2 separate regions of the Mus musculus genome follow, and region 2 is linked to region 1. Evidence: chromatin contacts called from public Hi-C data. All regions are on one chromosome and are shown on one strand. Each heading gives the region's core, a stretch centred on a gene start, on an enhancer-like site or on the middle of the called end of the contact. The rest is flanking DNA. Distances are from core to core; before and after follow the strand shown. Region 1 overlaps Clybl (citrate lyase beta like). Region 2 overlaps Pcca (propionyl-Coenzyme A carboxylase, alpha polypeptide).

What was found. Hi-C and Micro-C count contacts between places; a contact is called where the count stands out from the background.
Region 2: a Hi-C map of cerebellum shows a contact between it and region 1, with 3 times the contacts expected there. The contact joins two enhancer-like sites. A contact is called at or near these places in 5 of 39 promoter capture datasets (embryonic stem cells, hippocampal neurons, liver and 2 more), 2 of 15 datasets of contacts at CTCF or cohesin (large pre-B cells and pro-B cells), 10 of 484 Hi-C or Micro-C datasets (the AML12 cell line, the G1E-ER4 cell line, adipose-derived mesenchymal stem cells and 5 more) and 5 of 115 datasets of contacts at active chromatin or transcription factors (astrocytes, craniofacial prominence, embryonic basal ganglia and 2 more).

The regions. Positions count from the first base shown.
Region 1 is chr14:122,398,963-122,405,396 of GRCm38.p6, forward strand. It overlaps Clybl (citrate lyase beta like), which reads left to right. Exons shown (of 8, transcript NM_029556.3): 8 at 2,985-3,272. The coding sequence ends at 3,080. The region is part of intron 1 of Gm5089 (predicted gene 5089); the gene reads right to left. Among named protein-coding and RNA genes, the nearest start is that of Gm25464, 14 kb to the left of the region's middle. Within about 2 kb of position 3,094, at least 10 of the 459 cell types and tissues checked have an H3K27ac peak or open chromatin away from gene starts, as enhancers often do. A contact at or near this core is called in cerebellum and forebrain, where this site is marked.
Region 2 is chr14:122,873,302-122,879,735 of GRCm38.p6, forward strand. It overlaps Pcca (propionyl-Coenzyme A carboxylase, alpha polypeptide), which reads left to right. Exons shown (of 24, transcript NM_144844.2): 22 at 3,463-3,603. Among named protein-coding and RNA genes, the nearest start is that of Gm46488, 34 kb to the right of the region's middle. Within about 2 kb of position 2,425, at least 23 of the 459 cell types and tissues checked have an H3K27ac peak or open chromatin away from gene starts, as enhancers often do. A contact at or near this core is called in cerebellum and forebrain, where this site is marked.

The sequences.
Region 1 (6,434 bases), core at 1,844-4,343:
AGCCTCCTCAGAAGGTTTTTCATAGGATGAATGATAGCATCTATACTCTGTGTGGTTGTGGGCAGTATTCATGAAGCAAAGTTATATAAAGTCCCATCCGTGGACTCTGAGATTAGTAACTATTCAAAACATTATAGCTGTTATTGTCAGCATGGTTATCTGAGTATTCTGTCACAGGCGTAGTATTGTTTAAAGGAATTCTAAAAAGACTTCTTTGCTTTTATGTGTATGAATGTTTGCCTCCGTGTATATATGTGCCTCACGTGTATGCAGTACCTGCAATGCAGTGCAGTCTCTGGATCCCCTGGAATTAGAGTTACAAACAGTTCTGAACCCTGGGAATCAGATTGTCCTCAGCAGGAGCAGGCGGCTCCTAGCCACAGCCCCAACTCTCCAGCTCCTTAAAGGCATCTTTAAAACAAAAATATAACCCAAATCTTTGGACTGATAAGAGTTCCTTGCGTTTTTTTTTTTTTTTTTTTTTTTTTTTGATGGGCTGTCAGTTTTCCAAAAGCATCAGCCAGTGAGACAGAAACTCTTCTGTCGTCTCCAAAATCCAAACGGCTTTTTGACAAGCAACATCTTTAAAAGCAAGTTCTGACCACCAGACTGTTTACATTTCCAGATAAATCTATACATTAAAAAAAAAAAGTCATGTTATGAATTGATGTATGAAGGCATGGAAATTTATGCCAGGTCCTCTCATTCTGAACACCAAAGTCCTCAATTTACAGAGACAAGGAAACAGAACAATGATACATCTTGTTTCCCACATAATAAAGGAAATCAGACTCCATATGTCCCCACAAAAGAAAGAAATGTTCTCTCCAGGTCTCAAAAAGCAGCTGGGAGTATTTCTCTTCCCTGAGTGCTTGTCTCTACACAGCTTCAGGAGACAAGGCCGGAACCCAGACTTATCAGGGTTTTTGTTGGTGTTGGTTTTTTGTTTTTTTTTTTTTGGGGGGGTGTTGTTTGTTTGTTATGGGTTTTCTGTTATTGTTTTTGTTTTTTAAATCTCATGTGCACCTAGGCTAACTTTCTCTTGCCAGCCCATTAGCTAAACCTTGAAAGGACGGATGCCCTGTTTTACAGGGGTCATAATCCATTCCTCGGGTGTGGGCGGGTAACTCGCTCCAATGGGAAAACTAGATGATTGCCTTGTAAAACAGCGTGGGATCCACCCCTGATCTCCATGCAGTGCCAACCTGGGGAACCTCCCCAACCAGATTCATAAAATTCATCATGGTCCTAGATGACCCAAATTAGCTCTAGGCTGTATGGAATGGGCCAATTGAAGGGTATGAAAAGAGAGGGAGACCAGAAAGTGACCCAAATATAGGATTTTAGGTCACACGGGTTTGCCTGAGGGCTGGGTTCATTCCAAGAGGAACAGGCGTTCCTAAGAAAAAACTCTGGTTATGTATGCTTTTAAATCTGCCTCATTGAGGAATAAAATCTGAACATATTGCCAAGGATTCTCTGCCATGGAGTTTTGTTGATTCCTTCCTATGAGTTCACTCTCTTTTCCTACCCCATAACCCTCGTGGTAGCTCCCAGCATGCCCATCTCAGCAGCGCTGTGCAAAACCAGCAAGTACAATAGTGACTGTGGGCTTTAACCTATGCAACAGGAAACGGGCTCTGCTGCATATAACTGAACTATCAAGGGCTAGGGTGGCTCACCCACCTCCAGATCTCCAAGGAGCACCTGTTCTTTCTCTCAGGGCCACACCCTTGACAACAGGTAAAATGAAGGAGAGAGAAGTGATTAGCCGTGGTGGAGGTATGGTTCAGGGGTTAGAGCCATGGCCTAGAAAGTCCAAGTTTCATCTCCAGCACTTTAAAAAATAAAATAATTAAAAAAAAAAAAAACATTGGAAAACTAGGGGATGGTGGCACACACCTTTAATCCCAGTACTCAGGAGGCAGAGGCAGACCGAGTTCAATGAGCTCAAAGCCAGCCTGGTCTATGTAGCTTTCCAGGCTGCGGAGACATTATGAGACTCTGTCTCAAAAACAACAATAAAGAGTGAAAGTACATGGAACTAGATATGAAGGCTCACACCTGTAATTCTACCACTTGGAAGACTGAAGCAGGAGGGTTGCCTTGAAGGGCAACCTACGTTATAGAGGAACAAAAACAAAAATCAAACAAGAACACAGATACTTTGGGATCGGGGACTGCTACCTTCTGTCAGTTGAATTTCCCCTCTTTGATTCAAGGGAAGGCTTGAAGCTGGGAGACTCGGTGTAACCCATAACTCTAACCCTTCCCAGTCATGCTACTTTGGAAGAGCACTATGGTGGGCCCCTGTCCTAACCCAGAACAGGACCTACATCATATGCCAGTCTAAATGAGTGTTTGAAGAAGGTTGAAGAAAGAGAGAATCTGTAAGATGGGGTAGAGGGGGGTTACGGGTGGGGCAGCAGAGATGCCTTCCAGTTTGGTCAACAAAGAATGACTTCTTTGTCCTTGGCTCGGATGTCCCAACAGGATGATGGTCTCTTTGCTCAGATATTTTCATTACCCTGGAGTAACACCTTCACTATGTCTGGCAAGAAGGAAGCATTTGCAACTAACCTGCACTTTTTAAAAAACGGTAATCACCGGCCAGAGCATACAATACTGCTTCAGAATCCCACACAAGATTTCAAATGAAATAAGTATTTAAATTTTTCTTCCGCAGTTGTTTTCCGTTTAATTTTTCAAGGGTGAAATGAACAGTTTACCATGTTTTGTGTCTGCTATGGTTTTTTTCTCTCTCTTAAAAAGCTGAAGGATTTTCCCCCCCTCCCCGCCTCTGTAGGAGGATAAAAAGAAATCTCTCCCCTGCAATTTGCTCTGATTTTTCTCAAAAGTTGGGCAGGAAAGTCAGCATAACTCAGGTGGGATCTAAAATGTTCTTGTGGTACAAGGGTGTGCGCAAGAAAAGAAGCCTATAATTTGCGAGCGTTCTTTCAGGAAGTTTGTATTCTGTTTTCCAGGGAGCCTTTACTTTCCGAGGAAGTATGATCGACATGCCATTACTGAAGCAGGCCCAGAACATTGTTACGCTTGCCACATCCATCAAGGAAAAATGATCTGTTAAATGAAGCCCTCCTCAGGCGGGCTGAATGGATACTGTGGGCTTCTTAAAGACAAACCGCAGTACCCAGGGCAGCTTGCTAGCATGCTGGATCAGGACCTCATTTCACGTTAGTCACAACGCCCCCTCCCCTTGTATCTTACTGACCCGCTATGCTAAAAATAAACTTTCTTCCTCTGGAGTCTAAGCTTATGGTTTTGCTATTGTCTATTAATGTGTTATAAATACCGGTTTATTATTTCACAGGGAGATAGACATGGGAGGAAATATAGGTGGGAAGAAGTTAAGTCCTTGACGAAACATATTCTGATATGTGTTCTAGAATGTTCCTCATTCTTCTTTTATTAGGAAATATTTCCAATATTGTTCATTTGCACAGAGGACACCACAGATAAATTTAAGGCTAGGCTTTTTAAAAGGATAATATCAAAATCGAGGTTTCAGCAGTTTTATGAATTATCGGATAAGGCAACAAAGAGGATATTATAAAAGTGTCGTTAGGTATTGTATTGACTTATGGACGCCTCTAAAAACAACTTTCAAAACTGATTTCTGGAGAAGCCACTGTCCCCCACAGGCTCCATCCATTTGATGATCCCGAAAGCTCTCATCTTGGGTGAATACTTGGGGTCAACAGTTACTGGCAATTAAAAAAAAAATCAATGCAGGCAAAACAAGACCGTCCATTCTACCCTTTGTCTCCCTGCTTAACTGTTCGCCATTGAGGCCATTCCCCCCACCCCCACCCCCCTGTAAATGTAGGGCTAGGATGGGACTCTCAGCCATAAACTTGTATGTCTAGAGGACACAAAGCCACGGGGCTGGTGCATATGGCCCCCTGCAAGATTTGCATCCCATTAGAAATGAGGCTGTGGGTCATATGGGTGGTGTGGTTAACGGGCTTAGTAAAGCTGTTCTGAAGAGGTTAACCCAGCTTGTAGGAAGGGTAAACAAACATAACAACCGGGCATTGTTCTCTATTCAGCTTGTAGTCTTATCCTGAAGGCGAAAGGGTATTGAAGCCTCTGAGGAGCAACTTGTGCGTGCCAGAGGACGCCAATGAAGTCTGAAACACCAGCAAGCGGAGATTTTGTTTCTCTTCCCTCATTAAATCATGAGCTTTTGTGCAGAGACTCTGAACCACTGTTCTTTTAAGAAATTAGCAGAATGGGACGTTTAAAACTCCGCACCAACCTTTTCACGACCTACTCAGCAGCATAGCTGCTCCTCTTAGACAAACACCACGGGGAAGGCTGTGCTGTTTATTTAAATTTGTAAATAGAAAACAGTTGTTTTCCAGTTTCATTTTCCTCCTCCTCCTGGGCCCTTTTGGTGGATTCCCTTCATGGCCCCTGGTGTGTGCCCCATCCCCGAGTCTACTTCTCACCCCTGATTCTATCCTTCTAGTTCCTACAGAAAACCCTAGGAGGTGGATACCACATCATCGCACCAATGCCAGGTCAGAAACTACTGTTACCATGGCCACCATGCACCCCAGTGCAAGGTAGGAAGGAGAAAACCACCCTGGCTAGCAAGTGGCTGAAGCCAACCCCAGAGCTGATGGATCTGGAGAAACATTCTTGAGACACGGGTATTCACAAGCAAGGGACCTGAAGGGCTAACTCTTAAACAGAGCTGAGGCGTTGGGCTGGGGCCACCTGCTTTGGACCTTGTGTGTCTCTCTCCTTTCCCTCATTGAGAGATAGCCATTCCTCACCTGGGCTGCTCTGTGCTACCCCAGAGTTTCTGGAAAGGCATATGGGAGTGGGAAGATCCAGCTAGCCTCTGGCCATTGGTGCTTCAGGACAGAGGACAGGGGCACTCTGGGTAAGAAATGCCCAGGCCCCAGGCTGCATCTGGGAGTCATGAAGTCAGGTGTGCACAAAGTAAGCCGACCCACAGGGGTCCATGCTGGTGGAAACAAAGACTGCTCATAAGCCAGCAGGGAATGGAGGGCATGAATGCATGTGCACACTCACACACATGTACACACGCTCAGAGTGTTAGAGCAGTACTGATTTCAGATAAGCTGTTGGCGCTAAAAAAAGATGAGGGGCACATGTTCTGGCCTCCATCCCAGTCGTTCAGGTCGACCCAAAGCATACAGGGGCCTCCCTCTGAGGAAGCCCCACCTGTATGGTGGAAGTCATGGAGACCTTAAGAAAAAGCAACCCTTCAAGGCAGAGGCAGGCGGATTTCTGAGTTCAAGGTCAGCCTGGTCTACAAAGTGAGTTCCAGGACAGCCATGGCTACACAGAGAAACCCTGTCTCTAAAACAAACAAACAAACAAACAAACAAACAAACGAAAAGCAACCCTTCAAAGTGGTACTGAGAACAGGGCCTAGTTAGGCCTCTCCCACTCCACAACAGTGGTAGGGACTCCTATGTCCTCACCATGTTAGAGTATCTCGGAATCCTTGTCCCCTAACTTCCTTATCCATACAAAAACACCCTGTTTGGTTCTGGTTTTGCCTTTGAATCAGAATCTTGATATGTATCCCAGGCTAGCATCAAACTCATGAGAGTCCTCCTGCGTCTTCCTCCTCCAAAGTCCTGATGTCCTTCACCGTATCCAGCTCAAAACGATCTCTCTCATTGGCTAAGCCTTCTCAGACCTCGGATCAATCATCTTCATAATTAAGAAATACCACTTTAGGTAGGATCACAAGACCGGGGCCCACAGGAGGCAAAGATGTAGGCCAATTGCCAGTCATCTGAGAAGATACAAGGGCCCCCAGAAGAGAGGTCCCATAGCCCTCATTCCCCAGGAGACAGAAATCTAAAACGTGGAGTAGCAAGGAAGCAGGCATCCCACTTCTCCAACCCACATCCCCTAGTAAGGAGCAGACAAAGAGAAATGCCACCAAGGCTGAGTGAGCCACCAAGGCTGAGTCTGCCGTAGGGACACAGACGTGGGTGATGAGGTGGGAAGGGGACTTGGCTGCTCATCAGATTAATTAAAAAAACATACCTGTTTATATTTTTATGTAGCTCAATGGCAGCCACTTTGCCTGTATCACCCCCTTGTTATTAATTCTAGGGGGCTAAATTATGGATAACACTATTAAAACATTATCAGAACTAATGAGAAACAATTACTTAGAAAATGAGCCAGGACAAGATTGAGCTGAGAACATCAGCGGTTGATCTCCACAGATTAGTTTAATAAATCATCAGGTGCGATGCGAGAATGACTGGACGGACGCAAAGCCTCGTCACGGGAAAATGAAATTGCGATTCTTTTTGCATAATTTTTTCATTAATCTCAATAGGACCCGTGTGGTGTCGATTGCTTTATGCCTTTAATACCTTGCCCGAGGGGGGGGGGGTGCCCAATAATGTCTTCAT
Region 2 (6,434 bases), core at 1,175-3,674, 470 kb after region 1:
AGACTGGACTTCATATTCAAAGGCCACACCCTTGAATCATGGAAACTCTGTGTATATGGCTTGAAAAATCACCTGTATATGTAGAGGCTTTGGAAAGGCATTCACAGACTTCAATCTCCATCAGGGGGCCTGCCTCGAGTACTAGACAAATAACAGAGCCCATCAGGTTGGAGCTGATCATACATGGATGGAGTGCTTCTCTGTCCAAAGCTGCTGACTGAGAATCGTGCATATAATCAATAGATTGAGGCATGTTCTCCCACAGGTGGGCAGCCCGCTTGCAGGATGTAGCAGTCAGCAGAGCATATCACTCTGGAAACCTCTCCTGTTCTACCCTGCACTCTCTCCCAAAGCCACAGTGGGTCCTATGCTGGTCCCACGGCCCTCCTCCTAACTGCCCGCTGTGTGCAGTGTTCTCATTGTATCTCCCATGTTTGCTGTTGATTCTTCTTTCTTTTCTTTAAATGTTTGGATGACATTTTCTCACTAGATATGTTTTTACATTATAGACAGCATAAAATGGATTTGTTTGGAGTCTTGGCTTGGGGGGCGATTTTACATAATTGGGTCAAATACCTTCTATGATTATCACATTTGGGTTAAGAAGCCATCTAAACTGCTCCCAGAGAGAGCCTGTTTTCTAATTTACCTGGTGAGGTGTTTTTTTTTTTTTTTTTTTTTTTAAACTTTCCATTCCCATGACAGTGGTTTGGAGACAGCTTCCTAAAACCAGTAGAGGGAAGTGGTTTTACTACTGAGTCCAGAGCTGACCTTTATGGACCTTTTCACCACCATACCCTGGTTCTTCTGGACCCACACGGAATGAAAAACTGTCCTCCTTCATGATTATACTTCTCTCTGTTAGCAGCCAGCCTTTTAAACATCAACACTGTGCTTTGCATGAACACAGACACACCCCTGAACTTACGTAGTTACAGTATCTGAAAACACTTAAGTGCCCATCATAGAAGTAGACTTGAGCTCTGCTATTGCTAGAAAGACCCTTTCCTGAATCCTCAGCTAGCTAACTGCACCTCTCCCCAAGAATCTAGAGAAAACAATGAGTCCCAGTTCAGATGCTAAGCTCTGTAAGTCCTAGTGCAGACTGCAGTGGCCCCCTTTTTGGAGAGCAGGCACTAGGAAACATCTATGGTTGTAACTAGGATGTCTTCTTGGATGGGCCCATGTGCGGCACCAACGAGGCCGGTTCAGACTTTTGACTCTACATACAAACTGCAGGGCCGACAAGAGGCTGTTTTAAGATGGCCTGTGATAATCAGGACAACATCAAAGGTATCCTTAAGAAGTGTAGCTTCTCTCTCTTCTTTTCCTAATCAGAAAGGTCACTTCTGAGTCAGCCATGTTCAACAAGACCTCTCCTGAGGCATCCACTCCTTGTTATTTTTCACTTGTGATTACAATAAGTCATTTATTCCTAAACAGATTTAAGAACAATAAACAAATACAAAAGGGAAAGGAACATCTCATCAATAACAAAGGCTGTGTCTGAAGCACTGAGTTTTGGACTCTTTTACATCTCTTTCCAAGCAAAGCAGGGGCCCTACAGAGAAAGGAATTTAGAAGATATGAAAGTTATAAAAATAGTAAGGGACCCAGTTTTTTGTCAGGATCTGGGCCTCTCAGGAGAAATGGTCTGAAGACAGCCTTAGCTTTGTTCACATTGAGGCTTAGTTGTGAGATAGCTGAAGTATTGGTTCTTAAGCCTATTTGCTGTGGTGAAAAGCTGTTAAATTGTATTCTCAGTATATACTTTTCCTAAATTCATATTTTGAAGTTAAAGAAAACCAGGGGGAAAATAGATCTGAATGCTACAGTGAAAACTAATCCCTGGGGCAGAATGCCAGCTGGTCACGTAGTAGTGACACCCTAGTGATGCTGCTAGAAATGAAACCCGCCTGATGCACACGTACCTCTAGTGCTGCTGGACTTACTGCCCGGTACACACGAGCCTCTAGTGCTGCCGGACTTTCTGTTCCAAGGGAGATAGAGCACAGATACTAAAACTGTGCAATTTGGCCCAATTATGTCCCCCCTTGGTTCCCAAGGATTTAATGAGGGCCTTGGAAGTACAATTCATGGGTGATGCGTAGTCCCTCTGCCCAGGGTGTCGTCAGACTGACAGCAGCCTGCTTTTCCCTTGTCATTTATGACTCAGATGAATTTTAATAGGAGCAAAAAGCTTTTATTTGTGCTGTAATTTCACTTAAGGATCATATCCTTCAGGAACTGGCAGACATTTCTATGTCTTGATTGCAAAACACACACTCAGGAGTAAAGAAACACCCAGAAGATGTTATTATTCAACCTGTCACAGTGTCGAAAATCTGCTTGGAACCTAGGCTATCAAAGCTCTTCTGTGGGGCCTCCCCCACCTGCTTTAAATAGGCCCTGTAAAGAGCCACTTGGAGAGTGCCACTGTCCCCAGGCAGAATCAAAGTGGGAATCAGATTCTGCCTCGGCCTCCCTGCCAGCATGATGCCCACAGGAGGCTTTGAGTTACAGCAGCTTTCCTCCAACAAAATGGAGCTGCCCAGTGGGTGCTGCTTCTGTCCTCCCCAGAGAGACCGGATCTGGTGGGAACCAGAAACCAATTCCCTACCTCAAAGCGTTTTATTTTCTGTTTGGGTAGAGCGAATCGTGGTTCATATATTTATCTGGGATGTTTCCTGTCCAGTAGGTATTGTCTGTATTAGAAATGTTAAGATTGACTTGTTGGCCATCCACCTTTGCTATGCCATGAAAACTGATGTGCCTGGCATTTTCCGTGTTTTACAAATCTTGGTGCTATCATATCTCGGCCCAAAAGATATTCTCATTACATCTTGTCTTTCTACTAGCTGGCTTGTCATATGAGAAAAGGCTACATGGTAATGTGCCTAAAAGGAAAAACATTTTGATGTGAATATAACATTTTATGTCACTGAGAAATATTTGAACGTTAAGGACTTTTCTCTTCTTTTCTCAAAATGAACACTGAAGCCTTTGTCTCTATTTAATAATCTACATGGTGTAGCTGCTTCAGAGGTGTGGGAGGCGTGCGACAGCAATCTGCTGCCATCTACTGGTATGCACTCGGTGTCACTGCCTTTTCCCTGAGGCTGAGGGACTCAAAGGATCTGGTTCCTCTGCTTTGCACTGCTCGATCTCTCACTCACTCGGCAGTGTTCCTCAAGCAAAATCCTTACTGTTTTCCTTTACAAAGTTCTGAGATGGTTTTCTTAAAGATCTGTGATACTTTTTTATATATCACTAATTAATCATGAGTAATTCCTTTAAAAAACCTGTCTCCGTTATGAATAATGTTATGTGGAGGGTTTTAGAATGTTTGACTTTAAAGGATATTATTGTAATTTTAGTTTAAAGCTAAAAGCAGATTTTGAATAAGTGCTGTTTTAGATGATATTCGTCATTTGACCTCTGTTGTGCTTTTTCTCTTTCAAGTACAAAGTGCACATTTTAACCAAGCTTGCTGCAGAGCTGAACAAATTCATGCTTGAAAAAGTGCCCAAGGACACCAGCAGCACTCTGTGCTCCCCGATGCCTGGAGTGGTGGTGGCCGTTTCTGTCAAGCCTGGAGACATGGTAAGAGTACTTCTGTGTGAGGGATATGCTGGGCTCAGACTTCCCCTACAGAACAATGGCACCGACAGGAGCACGCTCCCAGTGGCCTCTTCTAACCCACAGGACGCTCATGGTACAGGTGTGCATTCACTCTGTATACCTACTTCACATCTGAGTTGTGTGGGTGACAGTGCCTCCTCCCAACTTGTGTGTGTGTAGGGGTGGGGGTGTAGGGGCGTGGAATAGAAATGAGGACAGACATTCTCTTCTTTCTCAAATTTGTAAAATTTACATTTACTTTGCATTGTTCCTTATTCCCTGGCCCTCTAGATATGAAGCATGCTTGAGGAATTCATGCCAGAACATATTAACCCTGACAGGGGTTTCTAGTTGCAGGATTTCTGAACTAAATGTCTAACTGGGGAGGAAAATTAAGGAAGCCTTAATCCTATAATCTGTTCAAAATCAGCCCACTGTTGTAAGGTGGAAAGTGAAATTCATAACTGGAAGCTTTATTCTTGACTTTTTAATAGCAGAGCTATATTATATCCCTTATCTGCTCAGTCCCATAACTTGCTGTGGACAAATGTGTAGGATACATACATCTTTCTTTTTCTTTTTCTCTTTCTCTTTCTTTTTCTTCAATCAGCTGCTTAGAAGCAAAAGTAAAAAATGGTTGAAAATGCAACTGGGAGATTCCCAGAGGCCCTTAAGTACTTGTGGAACCACTTTCATGGGCTATGTGCTAATTCTACTGTGAATCTGACTGAAGCCACTGGACTTTGCCTAATTTTCTATAATCATTATGTTGAGATAGCACCTGATTTTTTTTTTTATTAATACAGATAGAGCATCATGTTAACACTTAGAAAAATCCATGGAGGGGACATTGGCTTCTAGAAAAATACAGAATAAGAATGATCAAGTTGGATTGTTCATTAGTTCCCAATTAACATTCAACTGGGAAACTGACTTAAAAATATCTTCCCCTGGTGATACAGGAGAGCTATCTACTTTTGTAGAAAACACAAAGGGCCAGGTAGTTCTGCCTAGCTGCTTTCACGGATGTTCCTGCAGACAGCAGTACCTGAGGTCAGCGGTAGGCGATGGTGGGAGAGGTGAGGTGTGAAAGTTAGAGGCTGACTTGTGCAGTGCTGCAGAGCTCCCAGGGTTTTCATACAGGATTGGGGGGTGGAAATGGGCTCTTCACTGGTTTTGGCATTAACAGGCACAAATGCACATTGTATTATCAGATATTATCAGAGCAGTCAGTGAAATCTTGTATCTAAATGTGCAGGCTAGTGAGCAGTGAAGTTTTTTTTTTTTTTCTTTTTCTTTTTCCTTTTTCGCTTTTTGTTGTTGTGGTTGTGGTTACCTCTACCCTCTGGGGTTTTCTTTCTTTCTTCTTGTTTGTTTGTTTTGTTTTTCTGGAAGCCACCCAGTCTATATACTGCCAGCCCCAGCTTGCCAGTTCTAATTGTGGCTATAATTAGAGCATCACATTTGTGCTTTTTTGTCCTCATAAGAGGGTATTTACCTTCAATCCTAGTTTTCTGACATCTAAGACCAAGATGGGCAGAAGGTGTGGGTCAGCTCTTGCCTGGGAGGCTGCCCCCATTTGCTCCATCCTAGCTCTATTTACCCACTTATGATTGCTTAACTGGTAAGCAAGGCAGTGCAAGTGCAGCCTTCTTACCTCTTAATAAATACAGTCTTCTGGCATTATTGTTGCCCTTCCTACTTTTCATTATGTGGTCAGCAAGTTTGCTTGGGAAAAGCCAGTGATCAACAAGAGCCTAAACCCAGTCTTGCTTGGCAGGGAGCTCTCAGATTAAAAGCACCCATTATCAATTCAGTGTGGGTATTGGAGAATGGCTGCAGAATGTGTACAGAGAACAGGGCCTGCTGTAAGTACTCCTGAAGCCAGAGTTCCTGGCTTCACACTCACCTTCTTTATGAACGCTGTGTGTCTGTGCATGTGGCTGGCTGGTCAGGTGCAACACACATCTTTTTATTCCTGGAAGAACTTCCTTTCATATTCTATGCTGCTGTACTGTGGGAAAACTGTTTTCTCTTGAATTACTAATATTTGTGAAGAGTGTCCTGAACCACAAATACTGAAGCTGGACACAGGGTGAGGGGTGTGCCAGCTCCTCCCAGAATCTCTGCTCGAAATCTGCAGTCACAAGGCAAGGACCTCTCCTTGGACTCACGGTAGAGAACTTAGTGAAGCTGTCAGAAGAAATGCTAACGCTGCTTGTAACTGCAGTTCTGCAGTTAAAATGGCTGAGGGCTGGTGGAGTGTGAGAGGTAAGGGAAGCTCCACTTTACCAGTGAAAGTTAACCATCCCTGTGTGTTCTCAGGAAACACAACTGAGGCCATGAAAGCACTCTTGGTTTTCTTTACAGTTTTGTTCACAGTTTAAATTCCCACAACCTGTAGCTTTGTACTGATCTTTTAAGAAAACTTGATACAGAATAATGGGTCTCCTTTGCATAAAATTCTAAGTAGCAAATCTCAGCTAAATGCCTTCATAGGGCTTGCTGTAGGAAGGTTTAAGAACTGCTTTATTTGAAACACTTCCCCTGCTCTAAACACTGGAATTGAAGTGTGTTATTCAAAATAAATGAAGTATTTATTCAAAATACTCCTTTAGGATACACACAGCAAGAGTTTCCAATGCTTCAACCTATTTTTTAATATTAGGGACAGCAGCAATCACTTTCTAAAAGATGGTAGAGTGGGGTCTTTAATGTATGTGGAAGGGATGCTAGAAAACACTAAGTTGCAAACAAATCACAAATTTAATTCAGGAGACAATTGATAGAACAGTTTTTCTAAGCCCTTTCTA